Regions from separate parts of the Muntiacus reevesi genome. Here region 1 is linked to region 2. The links are chromatin contacts, called in public Hi-C maps. All regions are on one chromosome and are shown on one strand. The core of a region is the stretch at or near the end of the contact, and the rest is flanking DNA. Distances in the headings are between cores, read along the strand shown. Region 1 holds the start of CREG1 (cellular repressor of E1A stimulated genes 1). Region 2 holds the start of POU2F1 (POU class 2 homeobox 1).

Region 1 (3,090 bases), core at 204-2,703, 310 kb after region 2:
AAGGGAGTGGAGTGGGTGACTGGGAATAAGAAAATGGGGGAGCAGGGATGTATATACCTTAACTAAAGGAGGGTTAGCTCAGAGAATGCAGGCTCCCAGTGTCATAGATCTTCCCCTTTTTCAACAAGTTAGAAATTCAGGCTTCTAATTGCAAGCTCCATTTTTGAATGTTGGTAACTAATTCAAATTTATTAAAAACAAAACAGAACTCTGCGTGAGCCAAAGAAAACCTATCTGTGGGACATACTCAGTTCATGAACCACCAGTTCGTGACCTGCGTTTTGAAGGCAATAGATCTGGCATGAAATTCCAGTGCGGCCACTGGGCTTAGGGCAAGTTCTTTATCTGCAGAACCAGAGTGGTAACAGTCACCTCAAAGAGTGATTAAAAGATAGGATGAGGGGAAGATGAAGGGAAAGGTCATCCTGGCACACAGCAAGTACCTCATCAAATACAAGTTTCTTTCAATATAATCCATAAACAATGTTAACCTCAAGTCTAGGGATCTTTTGTCAAAAGGAAACTTCCCCAAATCTTGCTCCATCCCTGTACTCAGCATAGCTCTAGTCTTCCAGGTTGTGATACCACTCGAAGCATCAGAAATCCACCTGAGAGGTGTTAACTTGGCTCTGCCCCAAAAGGTGGATAAAGGGTGAGGGCCTAGTTCTCCAATCCGGTCTGCTCCCTACGTGGGAGGGTGGCGTGCACCTGAGGCCTATAACTTCTAACAATAAGAGCCCAGTTAATGAGACACCCTGCCCCAAGACGACTCAGGTGAGAAGTCCTCCAGGTGCTGGTAAAGAATACACCCCAAGTGCGTGGCACGGTGGCAAGGACGTGTGGGCAATTCTTGGTATTTAGTTGCCCAACAATTGGAAAGCTGTAATGCACGCCTATCCAGCGCAGGAGAGAAGATCCAGAGGTTTGGGCTGGGTTCAAACTCATCTCTATGAGGCCGGCTCTCCTTTCCAGGCGGAATTTAAGCGGTAGTCGAAAGGCTCGCGCGCGCTCCAGCCCCGCGGAGCCACACTGCCCCGCCGGCTCACCTGCACGTTGACCACCGATTGCTGCAGCGGGCTCAGGTAGAAGTAGGGCACGCCGCTGCCCTTGCCCGGGGGCCCGTCGCTGAGCGATAAGACGTCGGCGAAGGGCCTGCCGCGCACCCCCTCCTGCGTGGAGATGGTGGCCAGTGCGCCCCAGTCACAGACGTTTGTCACGAAGCGGGCCACGAGGGCCGCATTCTCCCGGGGCGGCAGCGGCGGCAGCAGCTCGGCGGCGCCCCAGTCCCCATGGCCCCGGCCGCCCCGGCCTCGCGCCGGTGCCACCAGCAGAGTCACCAGCGCGGGCGCCAGCAGGAAGGCGAGCACTGCGCGCACGAACCCGCAGGCACAACCCGCCATGATGGTGACCCCGGCGAGAGTTCTGGACGCGGCGGCCGACCCGGACCAAGGAGAGCCCCGAGTCGGGCCCCGCCCCCTCCGAAGAGGACCAATCGGAGTACGCGGGCGGAGGGCGGAGGGGCGTGTCCCTCGACCGGCTCCTCCACTCGCTGGGACTGACTGGTTAGCCACCTCCCTGTCGCTCCGCCCCGCGGCGGTCAGGACTGGGAAATGTCCTGAATGGGTGTTTGTTTTTTTGATGCCTGATGAAAAGGAGGCTGAGAGAAATTAAGCAGCTTGCCTAAGTCATACTACTAGGAAAGGACCAGCCTTTTCACATGTACGCCTTCCTTTAATACCTTTGGTTATGACTACCTGATATCTGAGACGAATTGCTGCGCATTCTACTTATGCTCCTCCTTTCCGTTCACTTCACTGTAGGCTTTGAAGAGCAGCAAAAGGTCCTAGTGAGAAGGACAGAAGCCCCCAATTTAGACTACTTTTGTAAACTACTCCTGGCGTTGGAGACTCTCAGACAGAGACACTTTGGTATTGTCAGGGTTCCATGCACGAATTTGAATTCATCAAAGTCAGTTGTGGCTTCCCAGATGGCGCTAGTGGTAAAGAACCCACCTGCCAATGTGTGAAACATAAGAGATGCTGGTTCCTCCCTGGTTGGAAGGATACCCTGGAGAAGGAAATGGCAACTTAATCCAGTATTCGCGCCTGGAGAATCCCATGGACAGAGGAGCCTGGTGGGCTACCGCCCATAGGGTTGCAAAGAGTCGGACACAACTGAAGCAGTTTAGCATAGGAGCCAGTTGTGGACCTAACTCATCAGGCTCGGGGGCAGTGGTTTCATCAATGCCTTGTCCTTGCTGACCCTCACCCCAGGTAAGTGGCATTTCCTTTTTACTCCTCCTACAATCTATTCTAGGGTGATTCCTATTTCTGATACTCTTGGGAATTAATAAGTAACCTCATTAACACCTGATCTGCCTTCTTTATAACTGTAAACTAAAGTCACATATCCCCAGAGTGAGTCCTCATCTCCTTGGCACTGCCTCAAACCCAAATTTTCATCGTTATATATGCCGCGTGGTAGTGTTGCCACAGGAGTTTGTCACTGACCCTGTCAATTCGTAAGCCTTGTAAATCTGGCCTCTGAGGCTGAGATGCTCAACAAAGGTGAGGTAAGTTCCCTCAGCTGCCCTGGGCTGGTCAAGTGAGCAGGTGAGAGTCACGGGTATGTGAGACGAAGCCCTGTCTCCGCTTCCTGCTTCCAACTCCGCCTCCCCATATTCAGCCGCAGAGATTTTAGGCTACTCAGAACTTGGGTGCAGAAAGGAAATTTACTCTGAGTAGCAGCCTTCAGTTCCCTCTGGTGGCCAAAGGGTGTTACACAGACTGCTTGCTCGTTCAAATACGGGGGTGAACAGTTTAGTCAAGTTGTTTTCCTTTTTAACAGCCGGATTAGGGAGAACTTCAAGCTAAATAGAAAACGAAATGGGAGAAATTTAAGAGGAGGAAGATCAGGTTTATCATTTTCAAGAAAATATTTAATGCAACTCGATTGAGTGTCTTCCAATTACAAATATTTCATCTGTTACTCTTAAGGAAAGAACATGTGGGTTTCAAATTTGAAGTTCTAATCTCAGCTCTGCTGCTGTCAAGTCATGTGACCCTGAAACTTTTATCTTTTTGTACCTCT
Region 2 (3,083 bases), core at 264-2,763:
GCCGATGCCATTTCCTCCTCAGGGGTATCTTCACCACCCAGAGATGGAGCCCCAGTCTCCTTCAGTTCCTGCACTGGCCAGCGGATTCTTCACCTGAGCCACCTGGGAAGACCAGAATTTGTAATCCTTCTCAATTTAAATCTTACATTTTTTTCTCCTCAAGACTACCTAAAACTGATTAAAAAAAAAAAAAAACTTTTATTTGGTAATCATCAAATACAGTACACTCCTCTTAAAAAAAAAAAAAAAGGAAAAATCACAGGGCTTAAAAATTCGTAAAATAATTAGAGCCGGGTCTTGTTCAGGAAAATCTATTAAATTTAGATAAAGAAATCTTAGAACATTATGACTAGTTACAAGCAAAGATATCTACATCGGAAAACGCCTACTTCTCATATTTACCTTGAGAAGCGACAAAGTAAAATTCTTGATGAAGCTACCGCTGATTTCGACATTTTTTTATTTACTAGGTCGTGGGTTTTCAGTTTACGCTAGGTTTCAAAAGATGTTCCTAACCGAAAGGAAGGGAATTATGTCTATCTGTAGACCAGAGGTCGGCTATTTGCTTTCATCCGGTGCGCGGCGATCAAGGCACCTGAAAGGGTAGGGGCGGGAATTGGCGACTTAATAAAACTCCCAGATAACGTGCAAGCCAGCCGGGTGTTGGAAACAAGTAGAGCAGAAGATCGGGGGTAACTAAAAGAATCACAGGACACTCCCCCTCGCATCGGCCCGGGTCAGGTCTCCAGCATTGGCAAGGTTGAGGGCGGGGACTAATTCCGATTCAAACTTAAAGCGGGAGGCCCGCGCCAGGCCCAGCAGGTGCCTCCAGCCCGGTTCCCCGCCGCTGGTTTCCGCCCCTACCTGCCCACAGGGCCGGAAATTACCTAGCAGGGGAGCGGCCCGTCTTTTGTTGTCGGTGTTTAAAAAGCGCGGAAAGCCTTAAAAAGTGCGCAGCGAAGAGGGCGCGGGCCAGTCCGCCCACCGACACTTCGCGCGTCTCTCCCCTTTTGGCCATTGGGCCCCCTGTCCTTCTTGTAGCATGCCACTGGGGGAAGCCAGAGTAAAATCGGGAGGAGAGTAAAGCGGGAAGAGAAGGGAGGATATTAAGATACCACAATCGCGCTCCGTACTACACTTCACACATCAGGACGGAGCCAGGGAAAATGGCGCAAGCGCAGACCGCCTTTTAGGCGCGTGGGGAAATTCGCGCATGTGCAGAGCCCAGACGGGAAAAGATGAAGCGAAGGAGTGACTCGCAGGTTGAGGGCGCTTCAGCTACTGAAGAGCCACGGCTGCCAGGGAGCGCGTGCGCAGAGAGCCCGGTGGAGGTGGGCCTCTTCCAGGGGGACAGCCTCGCGCGCCCCCTGGCGCGCGCCCGCGGAGAGGCGGGAGCTGGAGGGGGCGGAGAGCAGGGAGGAGGTCTGGAGGGCGGGCGGGGGGAGGGGAGCCGGAGCGAGGGAGGGTTTATCGACCGGGCGATTTTGGTTAAAATATTCAAAATGGCGGACGGAGGAGCAGCGAGTCAAGATGAGAGTTCAGCCGCGGCGGCAGCAGCAGCAGGTAATCATTACAGCATTTTACATATTCATATTCATACTCAACCCCGGCTCCCGCTGCCCCCCCGCGACTTAGCATAATTTATTAGTACTCAGGATTATTATAATTAACGGCGGGGAGATGGGGGGCCAGGGAGCACGGAGCCCCCGCCGGGCGCCGAGCGGAGGGGGAAAGAGCCTCGGAGCGGCCAGGCGGAGGGGGAAGACGAGGGGCAAAGGGGGCTGCGATCTGCCGCTCTCCACCTACCCCGAGCCCACCCCGCCGCGGGCTCGCCCGCCCGCCGGCACCGTCCTCCTCCTCCTCCGCCGGCCGCCTCCGCCTCCTAGCCGCCGAGCCCCTACCCAAGCGGGTCCGCGGCGGGGCCGCGGGGCCGGGGCAGAGGGAGAGGACAATAAAGACGTTTTACATATTCATAGCTGCTGGGCCGGCGGGGCGCGGCGGGGCGCGGGCGGGCGACCCGGGCCGGGCGGGCGCGGCGTGGGGGGGCGTGGAGGGCGAGACGGAGGTGGCGGCGAGCACAATGCCGGGGAGGCGGCGGGGCCGGAGCGGACCCCGGCGGCCGGACCGCCGCACGTGTCCTGCCCCCGGCGCGGGCCGGGGCGACCCCTCCCCCGCGCTGCTGGCCGCGGGGGGCGGCCCGGAGAGCGGCCCGGGTGCGCCCGCGGACAGTGCCCGGCCCGCGCCGCGCCGCCGCACCGGGGTCCGAGCGGGGCCGAGCCCGCGGGTCACGGCCCCGGGCGCCCCGGCCGCGCCCCACTCATCCCCCGTACGGTGGCCTGACCCGAGCCGGGCCTGCGCTGTAGATGGGTAGGGGTGAGCGGTCCTGGGCGCTGCGAGGGCGCCTCCGGGCGCAGGGATTGGGGAGTCCGCGCCGGTAGGCGCTTCGCCCCCTTGGGGGCGGACTGGGTTGAAAGCGGCCCTTGGGGAAAGTTCTCCTCCGAGGAGCAGGTCCTCTGAGGCCATCCCATGTGCTCCAGGCCACCGGTCAGGGGTCCCAGCGGGTCCTGGGGAGGCCCCTTGTTCCCCGGCGGCCGTGGTTTCTCGGGAGAGTTGAGCCGAATGAAGGTGCCTGGCGTGGTCTGAGCTCCGGGTCCCCTGCCCCACCCCGTCTGCCCCCCGCCTCTGCGCTTGACCCAGACCCGCGGGGCCGGGGGCCTCGGGGGCCTCTCCCCCTCAGGCCGCAGCGGCGCCCGGAGGCCTCCCGGCAGCTCGGACGGAAAGCGCTGCCCTCCTGCCTTGCCCCAGAACCGGCTGCGCTGACAAGTTGATAATATTCTTGGTTTCCCCCCACCGGTTGGGAGTTGGGCAGGGGCGGGGATCCCCCTTCCTGGTTCTCTGCTCCTGTTCTCTTGCTGGGTGCTGGGTCCTCTTATGCTCTGGTTAGCTGAACCTCTCTCATTTGAATAATGTCTAATTCGGGGAGGTTTATATTATTGAAATGGCCGCCTGGCTTTCCCCGCCTCTCATGTTTAGTAATTCAGACCTTTAATAACAGCCACTCACAGCCCAACGCCGTGTTTATA

Evidence for each region. Hi-C and Micro-C count contacts between places; a contact is called where the count stands out from the background.
Region 1: a Hi-C map of blood shows a contact between it and region 2, with 2.3 times the contacts expected there. The contact joins the promoter of CREG1 here to the promoter of POU2F1 in region 2. A contact is called at or near these places in 2 of 3 Hi-C or Micro-C datasets (blood and muscle).

The regions. Positions count from the first base shown.
Region 1 is chr1:64,551,521-64,554,610 of mMunRee1.1, forward strand. CREG1 (cellular repressor of E1A stimulated genes 1) reads right to left here and starts at 1,454. Exons shown (of 4, transcript XM_065946295.1): 1 at 1,047-1,454. The coding sequence starts at 1,400.
Region 2 is chr1:64,236,956-64,240,038 of mMunRee1.1, forward strand. POU2F1 (POU class 2 homeobox 1) reads left to right here and starts at 1,514. Exons shown (of 16, transcript XM_065946267.1): 1 at 1,514-1,563.